Regions from separate parts of the Sus scrofa genome. Here region 2 is linked to region 1. A link is a contact called in public HiChIP or PLAC-seq data. All regions are on one chromosome and are shown on one strand. The core of a region is the stretch at or near the end of the contact, and the rest is flanking DNA. Distances in the headings are between cores, read along the strand shown.

Region 1 (4,776 bases), core at 1,547-4,046:
AATTGTTATCAAGCAAGAGGAGTAACAAAAGCAAAGATAACACGTCTGTTGTAAAGAAGACTCCCAGTTCAATTAAAAAAAAAAAAATTTAGCCTGAAGCACTCAACCAAGAGATCAATCAGAACCTAAGGGATGAAGATGTTGACCTTTGCTGACCCTTGTGACTTCATTTTTTTTTTTTTTTTGTCTTTTTGTCTTTTTGCCATTTCTTGGGCCGCTCCCTCGGCATAAGGAGGTTCCCAGGCTAGGGGTTGAATCGGAGCTACAGCTGCCAGTCTACACCAGAGCCACAGCAACTCGGGATCCAAGCTGTGTCTGCAACCTACACCACAGCTCATGGCAATGCCGGATCCTTAACTCACTGAGAGAGGGCAGGGATTGAACCCGCAACCTCATGGTTCCTAATCGGATTCATTAACCACTGAGCCACGATGGGAACTCCTGACCCTTGTGACTTCAATCAACTAAAGCTTGGACTCTCTGGACCATTGAAGCCTCTTCACAAATATGCATATGATCTTAGTTTAAAACTTCCCCAGTTTTGCTGTTGGGGAGACACTGCTTTGGGAAAGATCCCCACTGTTTTCCTTACTTGGTGCAAATAATAAATGCTTCCTTCTCTGGCTTGGCTCTTTGGCATGTCATTCACCAAGAGGCAAACCCATGGAGTTCCCATCGTGGCGCAGTGGTTAACGAATCCGACTAGGAACCATGAGGTCGCGGGTTCGGTCCCTGCCCTTGCTCAGTGGGTTAATGATCCGGCGTTGCCGTGAGCTGTGGTGTAGGTTGCAGACGCGGCTCGGATCCCGAGTTGCTGTGGCTCTGGCGTAGGCCGGTGGCTACAGCTCCGATTCAACCCCTAGCCTGGGAACCTCCATATGCCGCGGAAGCGGCCCAAGAGATAGCAACAACAACAACAACAAAAGACAAAAAGACAAAAGACAAAAAAAAAAAAAAAAAAAAAGAGGCAAACCCAGTTTCGTTTTTCTGGGGACAGCTCTCTTCCTCTCGGAACTGTTAAGTGGTATCTGCTTATTCTAAATTCTGATCACCTAAGCTGGAATCTGAGTTTCTTTGTGAGGACAGACGGAGTGAAATGTTGGACCCTCAGTCCGCCAGGACACCGGACCTATTGGTAGGAGAGTGGGGGAATAATCCAGGGAGTAAAAAATCATGGGGCAGAGTGGCACTGGGGGAGTACAAAGGAGGGGAAAGAAAGGCAGAGCTACACCAGGACAAATCTTCTTGCCCACTTTCACCAAGGAAAACATAAATTCAAGATACCTCTCACCCCAAACAGTAAAGGCTATTTCAAATCTCCGAACTGTAACTTAATAGCTATGTGAGTGAGCAAGGTAAACCTTGCTGAATCTGTATAATTTGCAAAATATAACATAAATACCTTCTCACAGGCGGCTTCAAGTGTGATGCTAACATCTGTATCTTCATCTGGCTGGTGGTTACTTGGAATCACAGTTGTATGCTTAAGATTTGTACCTTTGGGAGTTCTTGTGGCTCAGGGGAAACTAACCCTTCTAATATCCATGAGGATGAAGGTTTGATCCCTGGCCCTGGCTCAGTGGGTTAAGGAGCCTGAGCTGCAGTGTAGGTCGCTGATGTAGCTTAGATCTGGACTTGCTGTGGCTTAGGCCGGCGGGTGTAGCTCTGATTCAACCCCTAGCCTGGGAACTTCCATATGCTACAGGTGTGGCCCTAAAAAGCAAAAAATGAAAAAATAAAAGGGACTTGTGCTTTTGGAGTTCCTGCCGTGGCTCAAGGGGATATAGCAGTGTCTCTGCTGCACCAGGATGCAGGTTCCACCCACCCTCCCCAGTGGGTTAAAGGATCCCAAGTTGCCACAGCTGCATAGGTTGCAACTGCGGCTTGTCCCTGGCCTGCGAACTTCTTATGCCTACCACGGCCAAGGGAAAAACAAAACAAAACAAAACAAAAACCACCCCCCAAAAACTCTGTACATTTTTCTGTATGTATGCTATACTTCAGTAAAAAAGGATTACAATAAATAAAATTAAAAAGGGCATCGTCCCCCCTTCCAGGGTTGTTGGGAACACTGAAGACTCATGTTTATAAAGCGCACACACACACGCACACACACACAATAAATGCGCTGCCAGGGGCCGTGGTCCGGATACAGGGACCAAGAACTTTAATCTCTTGAAGCCCGTAGATTCCAGATCTTCCCAAACAGTCAACCTTTGTGCTGAGGCTACTCTCGGCTTCAGTTGGTGCAACCAAACAATGGGACACATTTAGGGGTGTTCCGGGACCTTGGCCAATCCGACTCTTCGGAAACTAATGGAGGAACCGAGCAAGAGCTGGGACTGCAAAGCCGGAGGAACGAGCCGCCACGTAGGGCCCAGAACCCGCCCCCTCCAGACGAGGAAGGAGCGGCCGCTGCCCGGGGCGGTGCTGGGGGCACCGTGGCGGGGCCTGACTCGGCCCCCGGAGCCTCCCACCAGTGCCGCGCAGCGAGCTCTGCTCGTCGGCCGAGCTCTCTAAACCCACGTGGCGGAGGGTGTCAGCGCTCCAGCCGATCCACCCACCAGCATCCTGCGGAAGGGGTGGTGCAGACGCCCCTCTCGGGCTTCCACGCCGCCACGCCTTTCTGGAGGCTCGGGCGGGGGTCCCCCTCGGCGCGGGATGCTGAACCCCGGCCTCAGCTCCTCCTCCGGCAGGGGAGGAGCTTCCGCTTCGCCGCCAGACTTAAGTGAAGTCCCCGCCTCCAGGCGCAAGCTGGGGTTTCCTGCTGCCCACCCATCTCGGGAACCGAGGCCTGTTGAGTCACTAGCAGGGCACACGACTGACCTGAGAAACCAGGAGAAGTTACTCTCTGCTCGAGCCGAGGTGAGTTTCTCCTCTGCTGCCCCATTTTTGTCGCCTTGGAGATGGCCTCGACCCTTCAGGACAGAAGTGTCCGCCCCGGGCTCGAGCGAAGTATATGCTCCGGGGGCGGCCGGATGTGCTTTAAGATCCTCTTATTTGCTGAACGATCTTGGATGCGCTCATAGTTTGTCTACACCTCAGTTTTATCAGTGCTAAAGTCAGTTCCTACCTCGGAACTGTCGCAGTAGTGGCTTAAAGCTCCTGGCACATACTGTGTTAGTTGCCATCTTCCTTTTGTCTGCCCACGAACACGGTTTTTCCAGGAACTCTGGCTTTGATACGGAATTGCTGAGATGCTTTTCAGAAGTGGCAGGAGGGGAGTTTGCTGGCTTAGGCACCTGCCTTAGGTTTGGGAAAGCCAGGGCATGTTTTTCTGTTGCCCCCGTGCTCTGTGAAAGTGAGGTGGAATCTGAACCTTCACCAGATGGGGCTATTATTAATTAACTCTTACCTTCAGGGCTGCAGGACCTCTCTTGGAAGAGTCTCGAAGGCCTTGATCAGTCCTGGTTCTTTTTTTTTTTTTTTTTTTTTTTCCCACTGTACAGCAAGGGGGTCAGGTTATCCTTAGATGTATACATTGCAGTTACAGTTTTTTCCCCAGTCCTGGTTCTTTATCCAAGTGCTCAGTTTTCGTATCTGTGATACAAGAACAATCTCTTTCCAGAGCCACTGGGAATTTTTTTTTCCTGAAGATTGTAAAGTGCTTTGATATTTTCCAGAGATGATTCTTTCCAGGTTATCAAAGAAGTCAAAGAAGAAGGCGCTGGAGGCAGTGACTTTGTCAAAAGCCCCTCCAGCCGTGGAGACCTCCTTCATTAGCCTCTGTGTGGGGGCTGGCAGAGGGGTGTGCAGGCACTCCAGGAGTGAGGGCTTTAGGCAAATGACAAGCCCTGGCCTCGAGGAGTGCACAGATTTGTGGGGGAAACTGAAACGAACAAACGGATGCAGCAGCAGTGTGCACAAGCTTTCTGTGTATGGGAGGAGCCAGAAGTGGTAGCTGAAGGTGAGCAGCCGTCAGCCGGGCCAGGGTAGGAACTTGGGGAAGGAAGGGGTGCAGCGGCTTGGAGTCAAGTAAGTGGTGGCTGGTTCTGCAAAGACGAGGATATGCAGTCTGAAATGAAGAGGTGGAGAAATGAGCAAGTGTGTGCCAGAGGACGAAGGGTACTGCTGAGGAGCTTGGACTTTATCCCGAGGGTAGGAGAGGACCACCGCAAGAGAGCCTGGGAGTTGCATGGCTAGATTTGGTGACTGCTTTGTGGTGAGAGGGGCCACACTGGAAGCAGAGAGATCCCAGGACGGGAGAGTTCCAGCTGGAGCAGGGGCCCTGCAGGTGGATATGCATGGGCTGGATAAAGATTTAAGATACGTGTTTTGTTTGTTTGGGCCGAGCTCATGGCGTGTGGAAGTTCCCAGACCAGGGATCAAACCTGCGCCACAGCCGTGACCCAAGCCACTGCAGTGACAACACTGGATTCTTAACCTGCTGTGCCACAGAACTCCAGGAAGTATATATTTTAACGTCTTTTCACATATATCAAGAAGTACAGGGAGCGTTATTGCGGTCTTAGGTTTTACATTACAGTTTAGAGGAAAAGTAACTTTTAAAAAATATATTTACAGGATTTTTTTTTTTTTTCCTTTTTTTGGTCTTTTTAGGGCCGAACCCGAGGCATATAGAAGTTCCCAGGCTAGGGGTCAGATCAGAGCTGCAGCTGCCGGCCTACACCATAAGCCACAGCAACACCAGAACCGAGCCATATCTGCAATCTATACCACAGATCACGGCAACACTGGATCCTTAACCCACTGAGTGAGGCCAGGGATTGAACCCGTGTCCTCATGGATACTAGTTGGCTTTGTTACTGCTGAGCC
Region 2 (4,776 bases), core at 1,379-3,878, 160 kb before region 1:
GGTCACAGACGCGGCTCGGATCCCACATTGCTGTGGTTGTGGTGTAGGCTGGTGGCTACAGCTCCGATTAGTCCCCTAGCCTGGGAACCTCCATCTGCTGCAGGTGCGGCCCTAGAAAAGACCAAAAAAGAAGACAGTCCACACAGAGGGAGCAGCATATGCCAAGTTATAGGTTAAGAGCATGATGTATTCGAGATACTAGTTTACTCAATATGGCCAGAGCATGAATAGGAGAGGCAGGTGAGGCTAATACGCTTTGCTAAGATATATGGACCTTACGCTGTTTGTAGGGAACAAAAGAACCCTTGGAAGCAAAAGAGCAACATGTCCATATGTGCTTTTTAAAGAAAAGATGATTTTAGCAATGGGAAGATAGAAAGATTAGAGTGGAGAATATGGCGAGGGGAAAACAGGTTAAGAGCTGATGGCAAGAATGCCGGTGAAAGACGGATGCAGAGTTAGAGCAATCATGGAGACACTGGAACACAGCAAGATTCAAGATTTAGAGGGCAGAATCCAAAAAATCTCATCATTTGATGACTGCCTGGAGGGGGAAGGAGGGCAGTGCAAAGCTGACCTAGGCTGACTGTAGGCTCTTGGTCCCTGGGCGCTATTATTAAGGGTCCAGAGCATAGGGAGAGGAGCGAGCTTTTAGATGAGGTGATGTTAGGAGTTCCCGTCGTGGCGTGGCGCAGTGGTTAACAAATCCAACTAGGAACCATGAGGTTGTGGGTTCAATCCATGGCCTTGCTCAGTGGGTTAAGGATCCGGCGTTGCCATGAGCTGTGGTGTAGGTTGCAGACGCGGCTCGGATACCATGTTGCTGTGGCTGTGGTGTAGGCTGGCAGCTGTAGCTCTGATTCAACCCCTAGCCTGGGAACCTCCATAGGCCTCGGGTGCGGCCCTAAAAAGATAAAAAAGTAATTTGACTTCCAGCAGGCTCAAGCATATGTGAGGATTAAAAATAATAATAATAGTAGTAGTAATAAATAATAATAACAGCGGCGGCGGCAATAGCTAGTATTTATTTGGTGCTTACTTTGTGCCAGGCACTACTCGTGAGAATGTCCCAATAACTGCATCATTTAATCTTCACATAACCCTAAGGTAAGTGTGCAATTAGTCTCATTTTACAAAAGGCACTTCGAGCTTAAACAACTTGCTCAAAGTTACCCAGTTATTAAGCAGCAGAGCCAGGGCTCAAACCCAGTCTGGCTCCAGGGCTGACGCTCTACTCCTGCATTGTCCTGGAGAGTTAGAGGTTGTGGCATCTGGAGTCAGAGAACCTCATGCAGAACAGGAGTTCAACTTTTTTGCCAAGTAAATCATGAATTTATTCAAACCTTACATGACGTCTTATATCCCTCCTCCTTCCAAGGAAGAAAAAGGGGGAAATTCCTCTAAGCCTAAAATTAAGCACTTCATACCTTTTTTTAAAGGTATGATAATAATTTTACAAAAGACTAGGGAACCTAATTGGATAGAAGACAAGAAATCTGAATTTTAGTTCAATTTTGCCTCTTAGCAGCCTTTTAAAACTTTGCACGAATCAATTAATAAGGCCGCCCTTCAGTTTTCCCACCTGCAGAGTAGGTATGACAATCCTCCATCCATATGACTCACAGTGTTCTCATGGGAACTGAATGAACAGAAATATATGAAAGTGCTAAGAAAAAATGTAAATTCCACATAATCTGAGATGTTCTGATGTGGCAACATAAATACCAAAAAGCACCAATTGGGGGCAGCACAACGCAGCACTTCAGATGCTTGGATGAAGCCAATCAGGTCTGGCAGGGCAGAGAGAAAGGCTAAAAATACACCAAACTTCTCAAAAGGGAAACCTGTTGATCTGCTTCATCTTGCTCAAGAATCCATCTTTGGAAATCTCCAAACGAGGCGTAATGACGGCATTTGCACTGTGCCTTCCTCTCCTTACTCGAGTTGGGTCTGTTCATGGTTCGCATCTAAGGTGCTCGTTTGCTAAAGAGCAGCTGAGCTTGTAAATTCCAAGCTACATGGGGGCCATGAAGCTGACAGGTGATCACACGGACAAATTTCTTTAGCTCTGAGAGTGAAGAAGACATGAAGAGGCAGCGGTTCACTTCTCCGGCATGGTGACCGTGTGACACAGAAGGCCTGACTTCAGGAACCATGCAGGTTTCCCAAATGAGGGCCAGGCAGAAGAGCCTGCTGAAAGGCCTGTCTGTGCACTCTCTGCGGGCTAAGCCAGGACTCCCGATTCTGGTTCAGAGACACACGTTTACCCCGTCCAGCCATGGCTCTGAAGGCCTGAGACATCCGCAGACCAAGCCACAGGGTGGAGGGCAGAGGACCAAGGTGAGACATGGGGAGGAACCACACAGGCTGGTGAGCCTGACTTTTCCACCCAAGATGAAAAATGTACAAACCAGGACCGCAGAGGGAAACCAAGTGGAGTTTGTCGTGACAACCCATTTCTCCGGCCTGCCTTCTGTGAACAATTCTTCGGTGGGGCTGATAACCCTCTGGGCCTTCAGAAACCACAACTTCTCAGTGTCTCAAGACCTTTTTGCATGTATGAGGAAAGGAAGTTTGAGATCTGCCAACAAGGAAGATTTCTAAGTTGCTACACACGCTGTGTGCCCATTAGTCGAAATGTCCACTTCCCCATAAGCAAATCCCCATGCAGACTCAGCTGGTGTGTCCTCTGAACAAATCCCTCTGTGGGAGGCAGAGGCAAGAGCAACTGTTCGAACACTTTCAGCTTTCTGGGTTGCGGATAACAGCTGCTTTGCTTTCATTTTCTTCCACACCGCTCCCCTGGGAGCCCAAAAACAACCTAAGGCATTGGCAACACATTTAAATACCTACTAGGTTTTTATAATTTTTACTCCTGCTCTTTTAAACTTTCAAGTTCTGGAAGTTCCCTTTTGGCACAAGGATCCAGTGTTGCCCCTGCAGCTGTGGCACAGGCTGCAGCTGCAATGCAGGTTCAATCCCTGGCCCGGGAACTTCCACATGCCTTGGGTGTGGCCAAAAAAAAAAAAAAAAAAAATTCCACCAAAAAACATAGTCACCTTTCAAGTTCAGAAAACTACAATACAATATGAGCCAATCGAATGTGTTATAGGTACTTTAATCCCTCTCAGTGACTGACTGGTCCTCAGCTTTACCTGTGCCAAAACCTGTCTTTCCTCCTCGTGCTCTAATAAAATGTCAGAGTTTCTGCCATTTCATTTGTGTTTGATACTTCATTTCAATAAAGACCCTTTTCCTAGAAGGCTCAATAAACAAATGCGTCTTGGGGACCAAATATTATGCAAGAAATTACAGAGTTCCCATCGTGGCTCAGTGGTTAACGAACCCAACTAGTATCCATGAGGAGGCGGGTTCGATCCCTGGCCTCGCTCAGTGGGTTAAAGATCCAGCATTACTGTGAGCTGTGGTGTAGGTCTCAGACATGGCTCGGATCTGGCATTGCTGTGGCTGTGGTGTAGGCCGGCAGCGACAGCTCCGATTAGACCCCTAGCCTGGGAACCTCCAGATGCCACAAGTGCGGCCCTAAAAAGCAAAAAAAAAAAAAAAAAAAAAAAAAAAGAAAAAAGAAAGAGAGGATATTCTGGAGCAGCACAAGGCAGTACTGAGGTAACAGTCACTACACCCAGGGCTCCTGCTCTCAAGTCTCACTGATTCTATTCTTTTCTTTCTAATCATAACTTGACCCAATCAAAACTAGTCAGAAGAACAAGACAAAATGGTTACTTTAAAAAAAAAACAAAACAACTTTGAATTATCAATGGACTGACACCTGTAACCAAACAAACTTATCTATGAACAGTGGGTCAAAGGCATATGCAGAGAGATTAAGAAAGAAATACCAACTGTAAGAATTATTATTCCTTTTTGAAAAACAGTCTAATTAGCCTAGGGCTGGCGCACTTATCTAAGGCAGATAAATGTGCTGCCACACAACTAACGAGATCATTTGCTGCCACCTAATTAGCAGGGTTGTCCTGAAGAAGATTCATCTACCTATCCATTTACCTACCCAAACACTGAAAACCTCCCATGTGAAAACACAAAGCTACGTGGGGCAAGTCCCTGCCCTTAGTTCACAGTCTAGTCGAGGTGTCACATAATCAATTTTTTCCACTCAGGACAATAACATGATCAGATATGCTACACAGAAATATCATTCTAACGGTTATGTACAAACCACATGGAAAGGCTAAGAATTGAGGCTGGGAGAACAGTTAGGAGGGTTCTAGAATTATCAGGTGAGAAGTAACGAAGGCAGCAAGAATGGAGAGGAGGTTGGTATCTGGCGACATCGCAGAGGTAGAACCAACATGATTTGGTGTTTAATCAAAGGCATGGAATAATTAAAAGATGGAAGGTGTACAAAGTATGTGAGCACAGTGTTTAGCTCACAGTTCACAACTCACTCTGCCCACTCTCAGCATCTTATTATTATCATCCCTCCCCGGGTCATCCCATTGGCTTGCTTGCTTGCTTGCTCTTTCCTTCCTTCCTTCCTTCCTTCCTTCCTTCCTTCCTTGCTTCCTTCCTTCCTTCCTCTCTCCTCCCTCCCTCCCTTTTCTTCCTTCCTTTCTTTCTGCTTTTTAGGGCTGCACCCGCAGCATACGGAGGTTCCCAGGCTAGGAGTCGAATTGGAACTACAGCTGCTGGCCTACACCACAGCTCCAGTAACTCGGGATCCAAGCTGCGTCTGAGACCTACACGGCAGCTCACAGCACCGCGGGATCCCTGACCCACGAAGTGAAGCTATGGATC

Evidence for each region. HiChIP or PLAC-seq counts read pairs in DNA pulled down with a chosen protein or histone mark.
Region 2: an H3K27ac HiChIP or PLAC-seq map of alveolar macrophages shows a contact between it and region 1. The contact joins the enhancer-like site here to the promoter of AKR1A1 in region 1. A contact is called at or near these places in 1 of 5 promoter capture datasets (fetal skeletal muscle), 18 of 47 Hi-C or Micro-C datasets (alveolar macrophages, blood, embryonic fibroblasts and 12 more) and 1 of 2 datasets of contacts at active chromatin or transcription factors (alveolar macrophages).

The regions. Positions count from the first base shown.
Region 1 is chr6:165,822,708-165,827,483 of Sscrofa11.1, reverse strand. AKR1A1 (aldo-keto reductase family 1 member A1) reads left to right here and starts at 2,796. Exons shown (of 9, transcript NM_213890.1): 1 at 2,796-2,865.
Region 2 is chr6:165,979,248-165,984,023 of Sscrofa11.1, reverse strand. All of the region lies in intron 5 of TESK2 (dual specificity testis-specific protein kinase 2), which reads right to left. Among named protein-coding and RNA genes, the nearest start is that of MUTYH, 21 kb to the left of the region's middle. Within about 2 kb of position 2,628, at least 20 of the 83 cell types and tissues checked have an H3K27ac peak or open chromatin away from gene starts, as enhancers often do. A contact at or near this core is called in alveolar macrophages, liver, retroperitoneal adipose tissue and 2 more, where this site is marked.